3 separate regions of the Sus scrofa genome follow, and regions 2 and 3 are each linked to region 1. The links are chromatin contacts, called in public HiChIP or PLAC-seq maps. All regions are on one chromosome and are shown on one strand. The core of a region is the stretch at or near the end of the contact, and the rest is flanking DNA. Distances in the headings are between cores, read along the strand shown. Region 1 overlaps LOC102165506 (a long non-coding RNA gene). Region 2 overlaps FGGY (FGGY carbohydrate kinase domain-containing protein). Region 3 overlaps FGGY (FGGY carbohydrate kinase domain-containing protein).

What was found. HiChIP or PLAC-seq counts read pairs in DNA pulled down with a chosen protein or histone mark.
Region 2: an H3K27ac HiChIP or PLAC-seq map of alveolar macrophages shows a contact between it and region 1, with 8 times the contacts expected there. The contact joins two enhancer-like sites. A contact is called at or near these places in 1 of 47 Hi-C or Micro-C datasets (fetal heart ventricle) and 2 of 2 datasets of contacts at active chromatin or transcription factors (alveolar macrophages and skeletal muscle).
Region 3: an H3K27ac HiChIP or PLAC-seq map of alveolar macrophages shows a contact between it and region 1. The contact joins two enhancer-like sites. A contact is called at or near these places in 1 of 47 Hi-C or Micro-C datasets (fetal heart ventricle) and 1 of 2 datasets of contacts at active chromatin or transcription factors (alveolar macrophages).

The regions. Positions count from the first base shown.
Region 1 is chr6:153,381,487-153,384,456 of Sscrofa11.1, forward strand. The region is part of intron 3 of LOC102165506 (a long non-coding RNA gene); the gene reads left to right. Among named protein-coding and RNA genes, the nearest start is that of FGGY, 170 kb to the left of the region's middle. Within about 2 kb of position 1,390, at least 3 of the 83 cell types and tissues checked have an H3K27ac peak or open chromatin away from gene starts, as enhancers often do. A contact at or near this core is called in alveolar macrophages, where this site is marked.
Region 2 is chr6:152,830,922-152,833,671 of Sscrofa11.1, forward strand. The region is part of intron 14 of FGGY (FGGY carbohydrate kinase domain-containing protein); the gene reads right to left. Among named protein-coding and RNA genes, the nearest start is that of HOOK1, 120 kb to the left of the region's middle. Within about 2 kb of position 1,445, at least 15 of the 83 cell types and tissues checked have an H3K27ac peak or open chromatin away from gene starts, as enhancers often do. A contact at or near this core is called in alveolar macrophages, where this site is marked.
Region 3 is chr6:152,810,235-152,813,190 of Sscrofa11.1, forward strand. The region is part of intron 14 of FGGY (FGGY carbohydrate kinase domain-containing protein); the gene reads right to left. Among named protein-coding and RNA genes, the nearest start is that of HOOK1, 100 kb to the left of the region's middle. Within about 2 kb of position 1,492, at least 9 of the 83 cell types and tissues checked have an H3K27ac peak or open chromatin away from gene starts, as enhancers often do. A contact at or near this core is called in alveolar macrophages, where this site is marked.

The DNA.
Region 1 (2,970 bases), core at 140-2,639:
ATGCCACAGCCACAGCAATGCCAGATCCAAGCCACATCTGTGGCCTACACTGCAGCTTATTGCAACACCAGATCCTTAACCCACTAAGCAAGGCCAGGGATCAAACCTGCAGAGGATATTTTCTTAATATAACCTCAGTGCAGTTGCAGGAACTTTAACATTAATAGAATAATTTAGATACAGTCTATGATCCAGTTTTTTTTTTCAATTAGACCAATAATGTCTTTTATAGAAGGTGTTTTTGTTTTTTTTTTTTTTCGCTCCAGTAACTGGAGTAATTCCTGGTATGTTTATTTCTATTTGTATTCAGCTTTACATTTTCCTTGTTGATTTAATTTTATTTTTTGAATATTTAAAACGTGAACATGCTTCCAAAGTCAAAGCTCTCCTAAAAAGTAGACTCAGGGATGTTCTTTCTCACGGTCCTTTCAATCTCCCTCCCTCAAGCCCTGGTAGGTAACCACCTTGACTGCTGCCTGCTTTATCATTCCCGTATTTCTTTTTGCAAAAGTCAGCAGAAAGATACGTTTATGTTTCCTTACTTCTGATTCTCTCTCACACAAAGTGTATGCTTTTGCACCATATGTACCCTTTCACACTTTGCTTTGTTCTCCTGGAGGTCACCCCATATTCATTCCCAGAGATATACCTCGCTCTTTTTCACACGTGCATATTTGTGATAGATTATCAAACACAAATTACTTGCTGCTCCTCTCAGCAAAAGGTGGAGTCTGTTTCCTCTGCCCTTGAATTTGGGATGGCCTTGTAAGTTGCTCTGAGCAATAACAGGGGGCAGAAATGCTGCGCATCTATTTTTGTGTTTTCAGGTGTGTTTTATAGTTTTCCTCATCTAGTTTCTGAACATTTCTTGTCAAAAACTATGTTGTTTTTAAGAAGTTACTTCATCCTTCCACATCTTGGATTTCTCAACCATAAAAAAGAGGATTATTAGAGCTTTCTTGAAGAGTTATTGTGAAAAGTAAATTGAAAATAATTGCTGTGTAAATCTGAGTTTTCTAACTCCTTCCCTTGAAGCTCCTGCTTGCTCTTGAGGAGAGGGGGGAGGGGAATAATTTATCACACATGTCTGTCTAGCAAGGACATTGTCTAGGTCGGTCAATAAGTCAATCAATATTGCGTGTACCAGGGGCTTCAATAGTTGCTGGGGAAATAACCATAAGAAAAATCAAACATGATTCCTACTCTCAAAGACATTCTGGTTAATGAACATTTACCATTAATCCTATGAGATTTTATAATGCAAACCCAATTAGCAAGTGTGACCTTGCTATCCAAGAGATTCTAAAATTGCATCACATAGGGAAGTAGAGGTTTTGTGCTCTTCGAATCCAGATTCCAGTTTGAGTCATCATGCAAGCAGATATTGCCTAAAACAAGAGAGAATCGGAGCTGGAAGGAACACGTGGAGGAGGGAGCTGAGGGACAGAGGGTCATGATGAGACCAGGATCACACAATTAATGAGTGACTGAGCTGGGACTGGAGACTTGGTATCCAGGCTCCCAGGCTGGGGTATTTTCCAACACACACCCACTGCCATTCTATTTTCCATCTGCATCTCTTGTCACCACCACGTACGTATCAGGGTTTCAGCTGTCTGCACTGTTGTCCAGGGAACATTGGCCAGGAATGAACAGCACGTTTCTAAGTTTCTAAGAAAGACCTGCTATCACTAGAGGCATTATGTCATGAGGCGTCAACTCACTCCACAAAGAAGGCGATTTAACAAATCTACATTGATATAGAGTTAGAAAGTGGATCGAATAAGATAAAAACAGAATTACTTTAGTATAGCACCATTTAGCATCAGACGCAATAATTTACTGTCTGTGTGACATTGACCAGGTTGTTCAAGCTTCCTGAGTTCTGCTTTTTCTCCCCTTTAAAACAAGCATGTACTTTGTGGGGTCTGTGGAAGAGACCAATTCTACTTTGGGTTTTCTCCTTCCTCTGTTGTAACAGAGCTTTTTGTTCTTAGCTGGGCAAACAGCTGTCTGGACCCAAGACCATAGTTGCTCTCTTTTCATTGTAGCAAGGCACAGCCATGTGAGTAAATGGTGCCTAGTAGAATACCAGGAAAAATGGTATGTCCGAATTCCAGAAAATATCCTAAAGGGAATGGCTTTCTTCTACTTTGTTTCCTTTGGTTGAAATATAGAGTGAAAACTTAAGCTAGGGGAGCTATGGGGGACCAAGAGGTAACCTTGGGAATGATGGCCACACCCAATGAAGCAAAGGATAGAAGGAGTCTGGGCCAGTATGAGACCCAACCATTCCTGAATAGCTTACTGATGTGTTGACCTAAGATTTCTTTCTATTGTTTTTAAGCCACTGCTATTTGGGGGCCTAGGATGTCTCAGGTAGCGATGGGAAGAAGCCCCATCCAGAGTAACTCCTTGGAGTTCCCGTTGTCGTTCAGTGGAAACGAATCCGACTAGGAACCATGAGGTTGCGGGTTCGATCCTTGGCCTTACTCAGTAGGTTAGGGATCCGGCATTGCCGTGAGCTATGGTGTAGGTCGCAGATGCAGCTTGGATCCTGTGTTGCTGTGGCTCTGGCATAGGCCGGCGGCTGCAGCTCTGATTAGACCCCTACCCTGGGAACCTCCATATGTCGAGGGAGCGGCCCTAGAACAGTAACTCTTTGCCATAATGAATAGTTTCTGTTTTTGCCTGCCTGGCTTCCGCTTCTGCCACTTTTAAAGATTGCATCTCAAGCTTTCTTTGAGGGATGACCCCTCCCCCAGCCTTAGTGGAATTGTGAATTAAGTTGCATCATCTTCCCTAAGCTAAACCAGTTGGCCTTTGAATTTGAATGGAATTTGAATCTTGGTCAGTGTAACCCAAGCACCAAGAGTGCCGAGAGTGGACACATCCTGAAAGTGGGTGGTGAGGAAGGTTCTTTTTCACTAAAGAACATCAATTAAGAAATGTAGCAGGAAAGTTCAGCAT
Region 2 (2,750 bases), core at 195-2,694, 550 kb before region 1:
CCCCAGGTGGGGTAAGCCGACACTGAAACACCCTAGGGCAGCACTGCAGAGAAGCAGTGGTGAGGGGGTGCGTGTAGACGTGGGCCCACTGTGAGGAGTATCCCAAGGCAGCTTTACAGATGGGTTCCAGTATTATTCCAGTGAGCAGTCCACAGGCTCAAAACATGGCAGGAGTGTATCTTACTAGCTAGCTAACCTTGGGAAAGTACTTAACCTCTTTGTGATTTGGCCTCCTTATCTGTAAAGGCCTCCTTATCTGCAAAGCACAAGACAGATCAGGACCTCATGGGATTTTTGTGAGGATTAAGTGAGTTAATCCATAGTCATACACACAATGACTGCTGACACTTCCTGACTACCCTCTGTTATCGTTTCAGGAGCCCCTTGAAGAGAAGGGTCCCAGTCCCCACCACACCACAATATGCCAGATTCACTAAAGCTAGCGGCTTCCTCATCGTCTAAGCACTTGCTCGAATCTCCGCTTTAGGATTGTCTGTAATTTTCTCCTCCATCGATTTCTGTCTGTAGCCGTTAGTCCGCTTCCTAGGGTGAAAACAACTGCTGTCATCCAGTTATCTGAACCAGCCTGGCCTGTCCGGATCCCTCCTCATCAGAGATGCCGACAGCTGAAAGTGACATGGCCAACTTGGTAGGAGTTTCAGTCTGATCAACTCCATCCAACACCCAGGCTCCTCTGGCCAAAGTGTCAGCTGAGGGGGAGGGGGAGGGGAAGGGAGGTCAATTGTGAGGTGGGGTGAAGCAGTTGCTGGCTTCCCATCTCAGCGGCCTTGTCTCAGAAGGTGCCTTGTCAGTCCCCATGTCCCCAAACATGTAACACTCTACACAAAGGCACTCTGGTGAAACAGGATAACTTCCTAGGGGCATTTAAAGTGTTCCCTTTCAATTTCAGGGAGTCTTCAAAACTGTTGGAGATACATAATAAATCTTTGCTGTTACTCCCAGGCTTGAAATAATTTACAGGCTTTTTTTCTTCAGCAGGAAGCAGTGTTATCATTTAAGAAGCACTTAATGTTGTTCATTTTTTAAAAATGAGACTATTAGCTTATTACATAAAAAAAAAAAAAAAAAGATAGATAAGAGTCAGGGGATGTTGGGCAAAGGATGCTCCCAGGACTCCTGATCCAGTTTATAGCAATCTGTTTCTAGCTGACAATCCCTACTCCCCATCAAGTGTGGCCCTTACATACTAAGCTTTCTATTGTTACTCCCCAGTTGGGATCCTTCCTAGGACTTGAGTGGATATCTTTTTTGCCTGTGTTATTCTTCGGCTTTCATTACCAACTATCTGAAAAGTCCACTTCCTGCTGCTTCTCTGCTCTCCCTAAGTTAGCATTTCCATTTCAAGCCCTCCGTCTTATACAAAACCACACTTCTCTTTCTTGCTTGTAGCTGTTACCAGGGAGCAGCTTATGTAATGGTACTCTCTGGTTTCAGGTTGCTTCATTTTTATTCTTCTAGCCTGACTGTCAGCTCCTTGAAGGTGGGGAACCTGCCCTTGTTTTTCCTCTTGTTCTTTTTTTAAACCTGTAAAACATTAGGCCCTCTCTCCTAAAATCCAATCCTTTGATGTCACCAGTAGAAACAGTGTATTTTCTGTACCAGACAGAAAACAGTGTATTTTTCTGTACCAGACAGAAAAACCTGTATTCAAATATTCAGCTTGAATATTAACAGCCAGTCTGACCTTGGGTACGTTCTTTTAATTTTCTGAGTCTGTTTTCTCATTTGTAAAAATGAAAATAACAAACTTCGAACATAAACTTATTATGAGAACTACATGAGAAACTTTAAATGTTGGTTCTGCAAGGAAATTTCTAAGCGACCAGAGCAATATGAGTTACACATGCAGCTTTCTTGTAATTTGCTTTGAAACAGGAAGAAAATTTGGAAACCTTGAGGAAGAGATATGTTTCAAGAAACATAAACTCTGAGACATACAGACTTCAATTCCTCATGCCATTACTTAATAGCTGTGTGACTTTAGGGAAACTGTTTGCCCTTTCTGAGTCTCTAAATCCTCACTTGCATGATGAGAATAATCACATATATAGTATGGTGAATGGTCCAGAGTGCTGGTTCAAGAAAGAGGAGTTTCTATTCCTTTTGACTAGACACTACCTTGAACTGTGCCCAGCTCTGACTTGTAATCCAGTCAGATCTCCTCCGGAAAGTGGTAAGTTACGTATGGCTACAGGCTCCAATGCCTAACTCAGAGCGGGGTTACTCAGATCTGGGCATTCGCTAAAGTTGCTTAGGTCAATTTTCGTCCTTTGCATGCCACTTAGTCAAAGTGGACTGCTCTCCATGGTAACCAGCCACCCTTTCTCCCATTGGCCTAGCTCATTCCAATGGGAGGGGGGAATGGATTCACCATAAGGATTGACTTCTCTTTTAATATTTAAAAGCAACTCTATTACTCAGAATCCAGTCAGGAGATGAGAAGCCACTCTAGGTCGTTCAACAAGAACTGAGTGCAGGAAATTTGTTCATAGAAGACAGAAGAAACTAAAGCCGGGCAGATGATGTTGAAGGAACTGAAGAGATCAGCAAAGGCCAAAAGCTGCTACTCCTCTTAGGGATCAAGAGATGATGGGAGGCATTGGAGGGACCAGAGCCAGGGGCTGGTGATGCCAGGCTGGAGGTGAAACCAAAGAAGGGCTGAGCGGTCAGAATGGGGCAGCTGCTATAGTGAAAGAAACAACCTGACTTCTCCCTGCTTCCCGCATGTC
Region 3 (2,956 bases), core at 242-2,741, 570 kb before region 1:
CCTATCTCACATAGCCTACGTTTAAAAAGTAAAGGTGGTTATAGAATTCAGTTTGTGATCAAGTGAGCAGTTCGCATTTGTCCCTTTCCCCTTCCTCGTCTGCCCCCTGGAGATGAGGACTGATGCTCGGGGAGGCCGTGTCTCACCTGGGAAACCGCCCAACAGGGGCTGAGCCAGGTATCTTCCTGGCTCAGGGGCCTGTCCACTGTTCAAGAGGCAGCACTGCCAAGCAGGAAAAAGTCCTGGGCAGGTGAGCGGCAGTAACTCTAGAAACCCCAGAAGCTGCTTCTCAAGGAGCTAGATTTGGGCCCACAGGACTAGTTAGTTTTGACAGGTGGGCCCACAGGACTAGTTAGTTTTGACAGGTGAGAGGAAATCCTGCAATGGGGGGACAGACCTACAGCGGAAGGTAGAGAGCATCCAGGACAAACATGACCTTCTGCCCATCTTTCCCACATCCGAGCCGTGCCCTTTGGAGAGGCTGACAGAAAGTTTGTAACCGTGATGGAAAGGTTCAGGAGGACAGCATTAGATGTGTTTTAGACTAAGAATTAGGAGGCCTAGATTCTTTTTATTTTCTTTTTTCCCTTTTTTTTAACAGCTGCATTTGGAAGTTCCCAGGCTAGGTGTCCAATTGGAGCTGCAGCTGCCAGCCTATGCCACAGCCACAGCCATGCGGGATCCAAGCCTCATCTGAGACCTAAGCCACAGCTCATGGCAATGACAGATCCTTAACCCACTAGGCCAGGCCAGGGATCGAACCCATATCCTCATGGGTCCTCAGCTGGGTTTTTAACCCACTGAGCCACAATGGGAACTCCAAGAAGCCCAGATCTAGTCTCAGATTTTCTCTCTATAACCTTGGGACTGGCACCTCCCACTTTGGAAGCAAAAGTCTCCATTTTTTAAATGCATTAGATGACTTGTTAAAGTCTATTCCAGCTTTGATACCTCATTTTTAATTAGAATAAGGATGACTATAAAAAATATATATTCTATAAGAAGGTGAGGCATGCCCATTCAACTAGGATGGGTCCCTTCAAAGCAGTGGCTTTAGGAAGGCCTGGCCCTGGTCCAGGGATGTGGGTTTCTTGGGCAGGCCATCTGTTGAGACACCACAATGGCTGGTCAGCTGATGATTCTTGCATCTCTATTCACACCCAAGACACCTCATTCAGATGGGCTGTGACTGACTTTGGGAACAGTAACAGATTCAGCCATTTTCACGCGAACTGTTTTCAACAGTCATCTCCAAACAGAAGAAGCACAGTGGGCTGTGGTGACAAGAATTCCGGGGAGTACTATTTATGGCTGTGTTTTGGTTTACCCTTGGCCTAGTACACAGGGTACAGTTGAAAATGGCCTCAGTTGAAAACACTCTCTTGTCTTTCAGGGCAAAATTTCCAAACTTTTACATGCAGCCTGTAAGCTCCAGGCCTCCTGCCCCCGCCTCCACCTCCTCTGGTCTCTCAGGGAAACAGGGTCACCCCCTCCAACCCTGCTCACGCCTGGCCTCTGAGTCATTCCCAACAGAGGCAGGACATATGTTAATAGCATGTCATTAGGGATTTGGAGTTGGACAGTCCTGGGCTCAAATCCCAGTTCTTCCACTTGTTTGTTGTGCGATCTTAGGCAAATCGCTTAACCTCTCTGACTCTCAGTTTCACTAGGCGAAAATTAAAAATAACAGGACCTACGCAACAGGACTATTTTAAGAATTAAAAAGAGACATATCATTGTAGATAGATCCTGACAGACATCCTTAATAGTGTTTTTCTCTCTGTTCTAATCATTTTGGTTGATTAATAAAAACCGGGCTTGTCAACTAATCTATGGCAAAGGAGGCAAGAACAAACAATGGAGAGAAGACAGTCTCTTCAAGAAGTGGTTCTGGGAAAACTGGACAGCTACATGTAAAAGAATGGAATTAGAACGCTGTCTAACACCACACACAAAAATAAACTCAAAATTGATTAAAGATCTAAATGTTAGACCAGATACTATGAAACTCTTATTAGAGGAAAACAGAGGTAGAACACTTTTTGACATAAATCAATCACAGCAATATTTTTTCAGCTCCACCTCCTAGAGGAATTAAAATAAAAACAAAAATGAATAAATGGGACATAATTAAACTTAAAAGTTTTTGCACAGCAGAGGAAACTATAAATAAAACATAAAGACAACCCACAAAATGGGAGAAAATATCTGCAAACAATGCAACCAACAAGGAAATAATCTCCAAAATATACTACAACTCATGCAGCTCAATATTAAAAAGCTGGAGTTCCCAACATGGTGTAGCAGAAAAGAATCCGACTAGGAACCATGAGGTTGCAGGTTCGATCCCTGGCCTAGCTCAGTGGGTTAAGGGTCTGGCATTGCCGTGAGCTGTGGTGTAGGTTGCAGATGTGGCTCAGATTCTGAGTTGCTGTGGCTGTGGCATAGGCCAGCAGCTATAGCTCCGATTAGATCCCTAGACTGGGAAACTCCACATGCTGTGGGTGCGGCCCTAAAAAGACCAAAAAAAAAAAAAAAAAAATATATATATATATATATATATATATATATACACACACACACACACATATATTAGAAAGCCAACAACACAATCGAAAATAGGCAGAAGATCTAAAAATACATTTCTCCACAGAAGACCTACAGGTGGCAAAATAAATGAAAAGATGTTCCACATCACTAATTACTAGAGAAATGCAAATAAAAACTACAATAAAGTATCAGCTCACACTGGTTAGACTGGCCATCATCAAAATGTCTACAAACAATAAATACTGGAGAGAGTACAGAGTTAAATGGAACCCTCCTACACTACTGGTGCAAACATAAATTGCTATAACCACTATGGAAAACAGTATGGAGGTTCCTTTAAAAAACTAAAAATAGAAATGCCACATGATTCAATAACCCTATTCCTGGGCACATAGCTGGAGAAAAC